3 separate regions of the Mus musculus genome follow, and regions 1 and 3 are each linked to region 2. A link is a contact called in public Hi-C data. All regions are on one chromosome and are shown on one strand. Each heading gives the region's core, a stretch centred on a gene start, on an enhancer-like site or on the middle of the called end of the contact. The rest is flanking DNA. Distances are from core to core; before and after follow the strand shown.

Region 1 (3,138 bases), core at 69-2,568, 220 kb before region 2:
GGACAAATCCACACATAGTGGCCAGGAGACCCAGTCAGAGCTCTTCAGAATCCCCACAGACCAGGCACCTAACACACCTGCACAGAGGCCACCAGGTCTCAGGAGACAAAGTTCCTCTCCCAGGGAATACCAGCTCAAAAAACAAGTGGGCTGGCAAACTCCACATTGGGTCTGCCGAGAGCAAGAAAAAAGAGGGGGGTGGGGGAGCTCCATGGGGTGGATCCCAGGCTGGCAGCAGGAAGGTGCTGGAAGGCCTGAGAGGGTGTGCAGTGCCCTCCCCGAGCCCTGGTGGTCTCCTCCTGTGTGCTGGGATGGAGTCTAGTGGGTTTGTGGCATGATCTCAGATCTTGGCATTGAGGCCTCTCCCCATGCACAAGTGCCCAGGGGAGCTCACCTCCCTCTTGCTGGGCTGGCGCCCCCTGCTGGCCTGGTCTTGCTGTGTCCTCACTCGAGCATTCCCAGTCCTAAGCTGTCCACTGGAGACATTTCTGTCAGAGAAATTGGCTGTGCGGTCAGCTCCTTTCTGGGCTTCGCAGCCATGAAAGGCCACTGAAGAGCAGAGGTGACTAGAGTAGTTTCAAGCATACATGCCCTTCTAGCCCCCAATCCCTGCCCCCTACCCCCACAGAGCATCTGTCCTCGCTGGCTCCTGCCACTGCACCTGCTCCCAGGGTGGGGGACAGGCTGGCTCCCTGTGCTGCCTCTGAAGCCAGAAGACACCAGGACACAGCCCTGGGAGCCAGGGGTGGTCACACATCTGCAGCTTGCCTTTTGCCTTAAGCGGCCACTTCTGCTCTGTTATTAAAGGTTCTACACTGATGAGCGTGTGTGCTGCTCCTGTAAGGACTCGTTTGAAGTCTTCCTCTGCCCTGTGTAGTCTGGTTTATTTCCCCCGGCTGGGGGTGCAGGGGCACAACATGACATGTGCACACAGACTAGGCTGTCCATGCAGGCGACATGCTGCTCCTGAAGCTCAGACAGCAGTTCCCATGGCAGAGTCTAGGGTACTGTGGTGTCTTTCAGCTGAGCGACAGGATTGCCAGCCTCCCTCAGCAGGGGCACTTGGTACCCCCATAAGGGTGGCATGCCCCAGTCCACTTGTTACAGGGCAGGGCAGTACCACGAGCTAGTTAGTTGCTTGGAATTAAGAACAGCCTCCCCTAGTGAGGGGTTTCAGGTGATGACTGCCCCGTGACAGTGGCTCAGATGGAGACACTACCCATGGGCTCTTGCTTGAAGCAGCAGATGGCACGGGCCATGGCACCGTGGCCCACACAGCCAAGCCAGATGGGTTACCTGGCTCCTGCGGCAGGCCTGCGGTGACTTGGCCAGCACTGCCCGTGTGCGAGGTGGCAGAGCCCCTCCTGTGCAGCAGCCTGGGCCTACTGCGGTGCACTAGGGAACTTCTCCCTGGAACAGAAGAGGAGCACCAGCCTGTGCCTGGCCGAGCCGAGCTTGTGCTGTGGCAGCTGCCCTTCCCAAGACAGACGTGCTGCCTCTCACCGCGGCAGGGGCCCTTTGAGTCCCCCCACTTTCCCTGTGGGGACAAGCCTGTCCCTTGCTGGCTTAGTGTTACTGTTTTGCCACCCTGCCCTGGCCAGAGTTCCGAGTCCTCCTGTGGCCATGTTCCTGCCCCAAGCCCTGTTGGCATTTGTCCAACTCATGAAGACAAAGGTGCCAGTGATGCCATCGGGAGTGGCCTGGTTCCGGCACTGGCTCCCTCAAGGTCACGGCATACAAGGACAGCCTTTATGGCAGGTGTTTGCCAAACCTCAAGGTGACTTGCACTTCTGCCTCTCCTTCCACCAACTTGGGCCTCTTCCAGCACAGTGGAACTTGGACTGGTCAACTGCAGAGGATCAGACCTGAGGGCCTGCCCTCTCCCACCTAACAGAGGGGCTTTGTTCACGTCTCGAAGAGCCTGGTTTGCCAAGTGGTCAGAGTGGCAGGCTGCTCTGGGCTTGCTCTGTTTCTTACCCATAAGTTCTGTGTCACTAGGCTGCAGGTATCCATCCAGCCATGTCTATGAGGTTTGTATCACACAGCCCTCCGGGGAAAGTATCAGATTAAACATTAGCCTCCAACCACCACCAAACTGGGGGAGGGGACAACTTTATAAGTAGAGCATTGTGATGCCACACACACACACTCGCTGAGTGTCCCACCACTCAGGAGGATTTTAAGTTTGAGGACCAATCTCTAGAATCAATTGTCAGTAACAGGACAGTACTGTAGGGTAGATCTCGCTTTCAGTCTGCTACAGAATAGAGAGCACACCCAACCTCCACCCAGCCACTGAGGCCCCAGCTCTGCCTGCTTCTCTACCCACAGCCCTACTCCCAGCTCCTCAGCAGTAGCCTTGGGTGCCACCAAGTCAGCTTCAGTGTGGTTGATGAAGAGCCTGTACTTACCTGTCCCCAAATAAATGTTAGCACAAAGCCTGCTTCACACTGATGATGGAGGCACCTCATCTGGCTCGTGTCACACAGCGATGGGAGGTCTGGCTGCACAGGGGCGGAGCACCACCCACCTACACACAGTCCTGCAAGAAACAATCTACCTGCTTCCTCCCTGCCCTGCAGACCCCACGGCCCACTGGTGAGGCTGCCCAGGGCAGTAGCCAGAAGTCCCCCAGGGTGGGGGATACCAAGGAATTAGTCTGTACTCCTGGGGAGCAGGTTTGCACCAATTCATGGTCTTTATCCTGCCTAGGTAGGCAGCTGCAGAGCATGCTGGGAGCCAAGCAGTTGGTACTCCTGGTGGTTTCGACAGTGGGGAGGCAGCCTGGCCTCGCCATTGTGAACAAACGAGCTTGCTTCTGGTCCTGGAGGACTAGGCTCCCAGTGAGTCAATCTCGTTTTAATTAGCTGTTTGGATTAGCTGTGCCCAGAGCTTCAAAGACATTAGTAGGCCCTCAAAGGGGAGCACCAGCCAGCACGCTTGATGAACGTCCATCACAGCATCTTCCCTGCTAGACCTCCGGGCTCTGGCCGAGGGAAGGCGATCCATTATTTATGAAAACATTTTACATTCATGAACTGCCTTTGTTGAGAAAGGACACCACTGAAAGTGGGAGAGTCTCAGGAAACCCAGGCCCAGGAGATGCCAAAGTGGCAGCTGCCCAGAGCCTGCAGCCCC
Region 2 (3,623 bases), core at 55-2,554:
TTACCCTCCAGAGGACCGTCGGTTTAGTTTATGGGAACCCACAAGACGCTGAGGTCCCAGGATCTATCCTGGGTTACATCAGACCCGACCACCAGTAATATTTCCTGCGGACTTAGCACTTGCCCATAGCTTCACGTAAACGTTTACGATGTTTTAAAGGTTTGCCAACAAATCCCCAGGAAAGGGCCACTTCTCTGTTTCACGCACTGCACGAGAAAAACAGAGGCTTAGAGAGAGGGAGAAGAGACTTACCAGAAACGGTAGCTCTAGGATTAGAACCCCAGGGGCATCACTCTACGGTCCCTGCTGGGGCTGTACACCTGTGTGAGCCTCTGTTGCTCCAGAAAACCAGGTTCACAGTGTGTAGACAGCCGTGGATGCTGAGGCTACCTTGCCCTTAGGGTGAAGGCAAGCTTCCCACTTCCTTGTTCCCTAGGGCACGACCCAAGAGTCCTGTGAGGACCCAAGTGTCCGCGAGTGTCCAGGGAAGCTAGGTCTCCTGGAAACCCTGTCTCACCCCTGAACCATTTGGATGCAAGGCAGGGATCCCGAGCCCTGGCGGACTGACCCTCTTCTGCTCTGGGAACCATCGGAGCGATCTTAACCGTCTCCTTGGCGGGAGAGGTGAACTTTCCGGGTTGTGGGGGAATAGCTGCTTCACTGGATCATGCCAGCCGCGGGAGCACAGGGCTGATGGGACAAAGTTGGAAAGCAAAGAACAGCGCTCCAGCAAATCCACCCTGCAGCTGGGTCTCCCCTCTGGCCAAGCCAGAGTCTCCAACAGAGTCACGGGGGGGGGGGCGGCAGGGGGTGTCTGGAGAGAGGAGGAACGGGTCTCTTGGAGGAGGAGGTGACTGAAAGTTGAGGCCCCCCGCAGGTGCCAAGGTCCCCAGGGTTGTGTATCCCCCCAGCTTAAGGCTATGTGCGTACGCCCCTGGGGTCAAGATTGCCTGGGGTTACGATCGGATTTCTACCATTGTGACACGGAGGTTGGGAACGTGCAGGGAATGGGTGGGAGGGTCCCTTGCCCTTGTAAAGTTGGAGCGAGGAGGCAGGACCCACCTTTCCAGGAGCTCACAGCCTGGACTCGGGTACGCCCCATTGCCCGGAGAGCCAGGCCGCCAAGGAGAGCCAAGTTGGGGCGCACACCGCCCGCCGGAGCTGGAGCGCAGGTCCCTGAGAAGGTACATGGGATACCTTGGGTCCAAGGCTGAGAACTCACCTGCTGCCGAGCCCGCGCAGTTCCAGGGCTGTGGATCACGCTGTTCACCCCGTCTTCCGCGCCTCCTCCTCCCGCAGCTGCTGAGCGCGCGGATCCAGAGCCTTGCTCCGGGGCAGGATGCTCCGGGCTCCAACAGCGCCACAGGGTAGGAGCTTCCAGAGCGAGCGCTCCCCGCCCCCCTCCCAGCCTCTTGCTCCCGCCTCGCTCCGCTCTAGCCTAGCCAAGTTCAGGACTGGAAGCTGCCAGCTTCCCCTTGCGCAACCTGGCTCACCCCGGCCGCAGCTGCCCCTAGTAGCAGCCGCTGTGCTAAGTAGCCGCTCGCGCCCTGCGGCTGCATCAATACGCAGGGACCGCGCAGCGAGCTCAGTGAGGGTCGTGAGGGGGAATTTATTTCTTAATGTCCCTGCTTTATCCTATCACCGCTGAAACGAATTAGTGGTGACGTCCAACCGGCTGGTTTATGGGCGTGGGGAGGGAGACGTCGCAACCCTCATTAAAAGGGCCGCTCTGGGCTTGGAAGCATACATCTTTTATGTAACCTAATTTCCATTTTTTTCTATCAGAAAAAAAAAAATCAACACATACACAGACAATGAAGAAATTGGGGACCCTAAAGGGGACTGGATGTAGTGACCACAGCGGGGAGAGAGGCTCTTTTGGGCAGAGGAAGATCTAGCTGAGGCAGGTGGTTGTCTCTATCCTACCTGGTGGAAAGATTCCTTAATGGGACAACTAGAGCATAGCCCCTCAGGGCAGGGCAGGAAGCCCCTCACGGAGCCAGCAGAAACCAGCCTGGAATACGGTTCTGGTTCTTGGGTGGGCAGACGTTCTGGAAAGGATGCCTGATTCTGTTCTTTTTTTTTTTTTTTTTCCCTCCCCGGAGCAGAGTGTATGCATGGCATCTGAGAGGGGTGTGAACCCTCCCTGGGGGTCTTTATTCCCCTATGGCTGGGAGACCCCCAGTGCCAGGAGAGGCCAGGAGCTAGGCTGGAGGAGGGGCAGACTCAGAGAACTCCTTTTCTTCCTTTCTTAGGGGCTCTAACATATGGGTAACCATATAAACCCGTCTTCAAAGCTGTTTCTTCCTGGACAGATTGCACAGGCGGTTTTGCATTTAGCTGTCGCTGTTGCTCACATACTCTTGGGGTAAAAGTGTGTGTGTGTGTGTGTGTGTGTGTGTGTGTCGGGGTTGGGGGTGGGGGTGTTGGACTTAAGGAAGGGGAGGATTCAGACCCAAACAACAGACTCACACACACCCAGGCACCTGGCTGCTATCTTTGTCTTCCCGTGGAAGGCACCGCACACCCAGAGTACGATCTGCACGGGTCAAGGGCCAGGCTGCCCCTCCCTGTCTCTCATAAATAGTCTTCAGATATCTTACATGGCAAGTCTGAGGAAAAGGGGTGTAACCTTGAGGGGGGGTTCAGGAAGAAGACTGAGGGGGTGGGGGGAGGAGGGGAACATAAGAAAAAGCTGGTGGGGGTGTGAAGAGGCCGTGCCCAGGGAGGGCCTGAGAGATTCCATCGGCCTCCAGGGCTCTGCCACTTCCTGACTGGGTGTGCCAAGTCTGAAGCCTGCTTCCTGAGCCTGCTGTGGGTCTTGGGGCTGTGGCAAGGCTGGTTTGGTCAAAGGATGGTGGTGATGCTCTCAGTTTAGTGTCTGGCATACAGTAACCCATTGTGAGAAAAACAGCCATCCATGTGACTCCCACAAGGACCAGCTATACGTCCACGAGTGTCCCATAAGAAGAGGTTGGAGAGAGTCCTTGCAGCCTGGGCCCAGCTTATGCCTGATCCCTTTCAAAGTTAAGCATTGGGCTTCCATGGTGTTGGGTCTCCACACTGCTCCTTCAATTACCATGGCAACTAGGGAAAAAAATCAGGAAGCCAGGAAGGGAGGCTGCTTCTCCACTGGGCTGGCAGTTCACCTGCTCCAGAGCCTCGCTTGCTCGCTCGCTCCTGCGCCTGCCTGCTGTGTAGGAGTTGGGGCGGTAGAGGTATACAGAGCGAGCAGTCTTCTATCCTGGCTGTGAGGACGAAGGGTGGTCAGTAGGGAAGGCAGAGCTATGACATGTGGGGTCAGGGCCAAAGCTGGGCTGTGCCTGTAGCAGCAGAGTTGGCCTCTTGGGGGAGGAGGGGACAGAAATCCCTTTGCTCCCAGTTCTGTCCTCCTTGCTAGGCGTTCTGGTACAAGTGTTGTGAAGCAGGACCGAGAGGTTCTGGGACCCTGCTGGAAGGACAGATCCTGAGCCCAGAAGAGGCGCCTGCTACCATGAGGAGTCGTGTGCGTGTGCGTGTGCGTGTGCGTGTGCGTGTGCGTGTGTGTGTGTGTGTGTGTGTGTGTGTGTATTTGGGAGGAGGGGAGATACAGAGGAATAGAGACAGAAATAGATGTAGGTATT
Region 3 (3,190 bases), core at 575-3,074, 220 kb after region 2:
CTGAGAATGGGGTGAGGCTGGCTGAAAAGACCCATGCAGAGTCAAGGTTACTGCACTGGGCAGTTCTGAAAGGGAGAGGAAGAAGGGAGACCAAATACAAAGAAATGATTATGATAGATGGGACTTAGAAGCTCTCAGCATCTCCCCAGCAACTTTTCTGTGTGTTTGAAGCTCAACTTCCCCCTCGATATCCACAGAACATCCCAGCCCAGGGAATCAAAACCTGTGGGTACCAAAATTACCAATGCTTGCCCAGGGTCCGTGTACACCTTCCATTAGCTCTGGCTGCTTACAACACTACCAAGCAGAGAATCCAAGTGTGTGAAAGAGGCATTACACCATACTGTTTAAGAAAAAAACTGAAAAGCAAAAAGCGGGCCAGCTCAGAGAGGATCAGTCGATGACTTAAATACTTTTGCCCTCAGTTGAATTGGGGAGGACGGCATTTCAAAATGTAAAGTGCCCAGGTATTCTGACTTGCTGAACCTGCTGAGTAGGGGTAGGGTTTGTGAAAACTCAGGTAGGGAGACCCCCTTCCCTGGTCCCCCCCCCCCCATTCAATGGGTAAGGGACAACAGAAAGAGTTTACATGTGTTTGTTTGGGCAAGAGAGTCTAGCTAAGGAGATTAGACTGGTCTCAAATTCTGGGTCCTCCTGCCTCTGCCCCCCCCCCAGTATAGAGGTGACAGGTGTGAGCCCCTGAACCCATAAACCATTTATATTTATATTTCTACCATATGTTTATGTGTGGCTCTTGATGGTGGGGGCCATCTAGGACGCACTTTGAAGATAGAAGCCCTGTCCATCACTAAGGTTAAACTGACCACGGAGAGTATGGTATTCACCGCAACGATGGATGGGCCCAGGTGGTGGCCAAATCTGATGGGGGTAAGCAGCTGCAGAGAGTGGCTCCTGGCAGCTTCTGTGACTCACTCATCCTGACTGTTCCCTGTTGAAGCTGAGGAATGATCTAGCAATCCCAAAGAGCTCTGGGGGGTTCCATGTTAGCTGCCTGTGACCCTCCCAGCCTTTTAGGGCAACAAGGGGCTATAACTCTGTGACTTCCCTACCATGATCATCATGGCGGCAGCTGGAATCATTCCCCTTCAGTTGATCCCTTAGAAGATGCTATACCCCATCTGGGATGTCCCTCCAGCCTCTATGGGCATCACCACTTCTATATGTAGTTTCTATCCCTTGTCCTGGAAACAAGGAGAGGCACTGAGGGACAGAGAGAGAGAGAGAGAGAGACAGAGACAGAGACAGAGAGACAGAGAGAGACAGAGACACAGAGAGAGAGAGAGACACAGAGAGAAAGACAGAGAGCGACAGAGAGAGACACAGAGACAGACAAAGACAGAGGCAGAGACAGGATGGAGCAAGTGGTAGCTGCAGCAAGCAGGGCTTTATGTGACGGACAGCTATGCATCATTTTATCCTGAAGTGGACAACTTTTCATGCCTACAAAGCAGACACTCCCGCGCCTTGCGGAATGGACCAGGGAATTCACACAATGGACGCCTCAGAGCCTGGAATTCTGAACTAGATGCCAAGCAAGTCCTGGGTCTGACGGGCCAGCACAAGGGCAGGACCCAGACACCAACATCAGCACCACCATTTAATCCTTCCCAGTAAGCAGCACCCTTCGGGTCAGCCCCATGGGGTATATGTTCCCTATTGCAGTTGCCTCCCCTGAGCCAGGATCTCCCCACAGTAGGATGATCGGTCCCGGTTGTAAGATGCGCCTCCGGTTCAGGCTGCCAGCTTCTACAGAGATGCGCACGTCTCCTCCCCCTCCTCTAGGGGTAATGAGCCTTGGCTTCAAGCCTCATTAAACCCCATTATATAATCAGCCCCATCCCGGGTATCTTTATAACCCCAGCAGTTGCCTTGGTGGGAACATGGCCGGCGGTTCAGCTTCGTCACCTTCACTGCCACCTGCTATAGCCGCCCCCTGTCACACCCAGATCTGACTCAGCCTCCAGGTACACACAAGGTCGAGTTCTTGGCTGGTGGTCAACTCCTCTCCTTGTTTCCAGGACAAGGGATAGGAACTGCATATAGAAGTGGTGATGCCCATAGAGGCTGGAGGGACATCCCAGATGGGGTATAGCATCTTCTAAGGGATCAACTGAAGGGGAATGATTCCAGCTGCCACCATGATGATCATGGTAGGGAAGTCACAGAGTTATAGCCCCTTGTTGCCCTAAAAGGCTGGGAGGGTCACAGGCAGCTAACATGGAACCCCCCAGAGCTCTTTGGGATTGCTAGATCATTCCTCAGCTTCAACAGGGGACAGTCAGGATGAGTGAGTCACAGAAGCTGCCAGGAGCCACTCTCTGCAGCTGCCTACCCCATCAGATTTGGCCACCACCTGGGCCCATCGATGCAGTGAATATTAACAGCAGAGCCCAGGGGGTGGGGAGTGGGCTAACACGTGGGGGATACAGAGTGCTGACATCTTCCACAAAACCACCTGATAGTTCTCCAAACCAGGAAAAACAAAAACAAAAACAAAAAACAAAAAAACAGAGGCACGAGGGTAAGGAAGGTGGCCTTGCAAAATGGCTTGGTCCTTCTCTGCTTTCATGACCTTATGACCTTTGGCCAGGTCCCCAACTTCAGCCTCGTTTCTTCATCTCTGAAAAGTGGATGATGAAAGTCTTAACGTTCTAGAAGATCATGACACATGAACGACAGAGGGGGAGGGCCTTTGGACAGGCTCATGATGCTGTCACAGCACAGTGAACACCAATGGCTGTTGGTATTATCACCACTGTCAAGGTTTACAAATCACCCCCATCCGACCATACGTGCAAACAGCTTCAAGAATTCCCCTTACCAAGACACAAAGCTCTAAGTACCAGCCCTGACCCTACCTTCTCTACATCCTGGTAGGTGGAGCATACTCACTCTGAAATAGAGTTTTAAGGATATTTAGAAATAGCCTCTTCTACAGCAGCTGGGGTTGGAGACAATTCTACAAAGAGCCACATGTTTGTGGCTTGCTGGGCTTAAAAAACAAAAAAAAACAAAAAACAAAAAACAAAAACAAAAACAAAAAAAAACCCAGGTGTGTGGAGCTGTCTTAGTTAGGGTTTTACTGCAGTGAACAGATACCATGACCAAGGAAACTCTTACTTATAAGGACAACATGTAATTTGGTCTGGCTTACAGGTACAGAGGTTCA

What was found. A called contact is a pair of places that touch in the nucleus more often than the background predicts.
Region 1: a contact with region 2 is called in a Hi-C map of the N1E-115 cell line, with 4 times the contacts expected there. The contact joins two enhancer-like sites. A contact is called at or near these places in 1 of 39 promoter capture datasets (embryonic stem cells), 5 of 484 Hi-C or Micro-C datasets (the N1E-115 cell line, cerebellum, embryonic stem cells and 1 more), 1 of 115 datasets of contacts at active chromatin or transcription factors (embryonic forebrain) and 1 of 9 other capture datasets (embryonic stem cells).
Region 3: a contact with region 2 is called in a Hi-C map of cerebral cortex, with 4 times the contacts expected there. The contact joins two enhancer-like sites. A contact is called at or near these places in 2 of 39 promoter capture datasets (the C10 cell line and hippocampal neurons), 2 of 15 datasets of contacts at CTCF or cohesin (embryonic stem cells and stem cell-derived epiblast-like cells), 125 of 484 Hi-C or Micro-C datasets (the AtT-20 cell line, B cells, the BV-2 cell line and 66 more), 18 of 115 datasets of contacts at active chromatin or transcription factors (SST interneurons, astrocytes, craniofacial prominence and 11 more) and 3 of 9 other capture datasets (adipose tissue, embryonic stem cells and embryonic tail).

What each region holds. Positions count from the first base shown.
Region 1 is chr5:118,064,296-118,067,433 of GRCm38.p6, reverse strand. Fbxw8 (F-box and WD-40 domain protein 8) reads left to right here. Exons shown (of 11, transcript NM_172721.2): 11 at 1-2,453. Among named protein-coding and RNA genes, the nearest start is that of Gm30466, 4.6 kb to the left of the region's middle. Within about 2 kb of position 1,318, at least 59 of the 459 cell types and tissues checked have an H3K27ac peak or open chromatin away from gene starts, as enhancers often do. A contact at or near this core is called in the N1E-115 cell line, cerebellum and trophoblast stem cells, where this site is marked.
Region 2 is chr5:117,839,877-117,843,499 of GRCm38.p6, reverse strand. No RefSeq gene overlaps it. Among named protein-coding and RNA genes, the nearest start is that of Nos1, 25 kb to the left of the region's middle. Within about 2 kb of position 1,304, at least 58 of the 459 cell types and tissues checked have an H3K27ac peak or open chromatin away from gene starts, as enhancers often do. A contact at or near this core is called in the N1E-115 cell line, cerebellum, cerebral cortex and 3 more, where this site is marked.
Region 3 is chr5:117,621,090-117,624,279 of GRCm38.p6, reverse strand. All of the region lies in intron 5 of Ksr2 (kinase suppressor of ras 2), which reads right to left. Among named protein-coding and RNA genes, the nearest start is that of Gm42013, 140 kb to the right of the region's middle. Within about 2 kb of position 1,824, at least 16 of the 459 cell types and tissues checked have an H3K27ac peak or open chromatin away from gene starts, as enhancers often do. A contact at or near this core is called in cerebral cortex, hippocampal neurons and muscle stem cells, where this site is marked.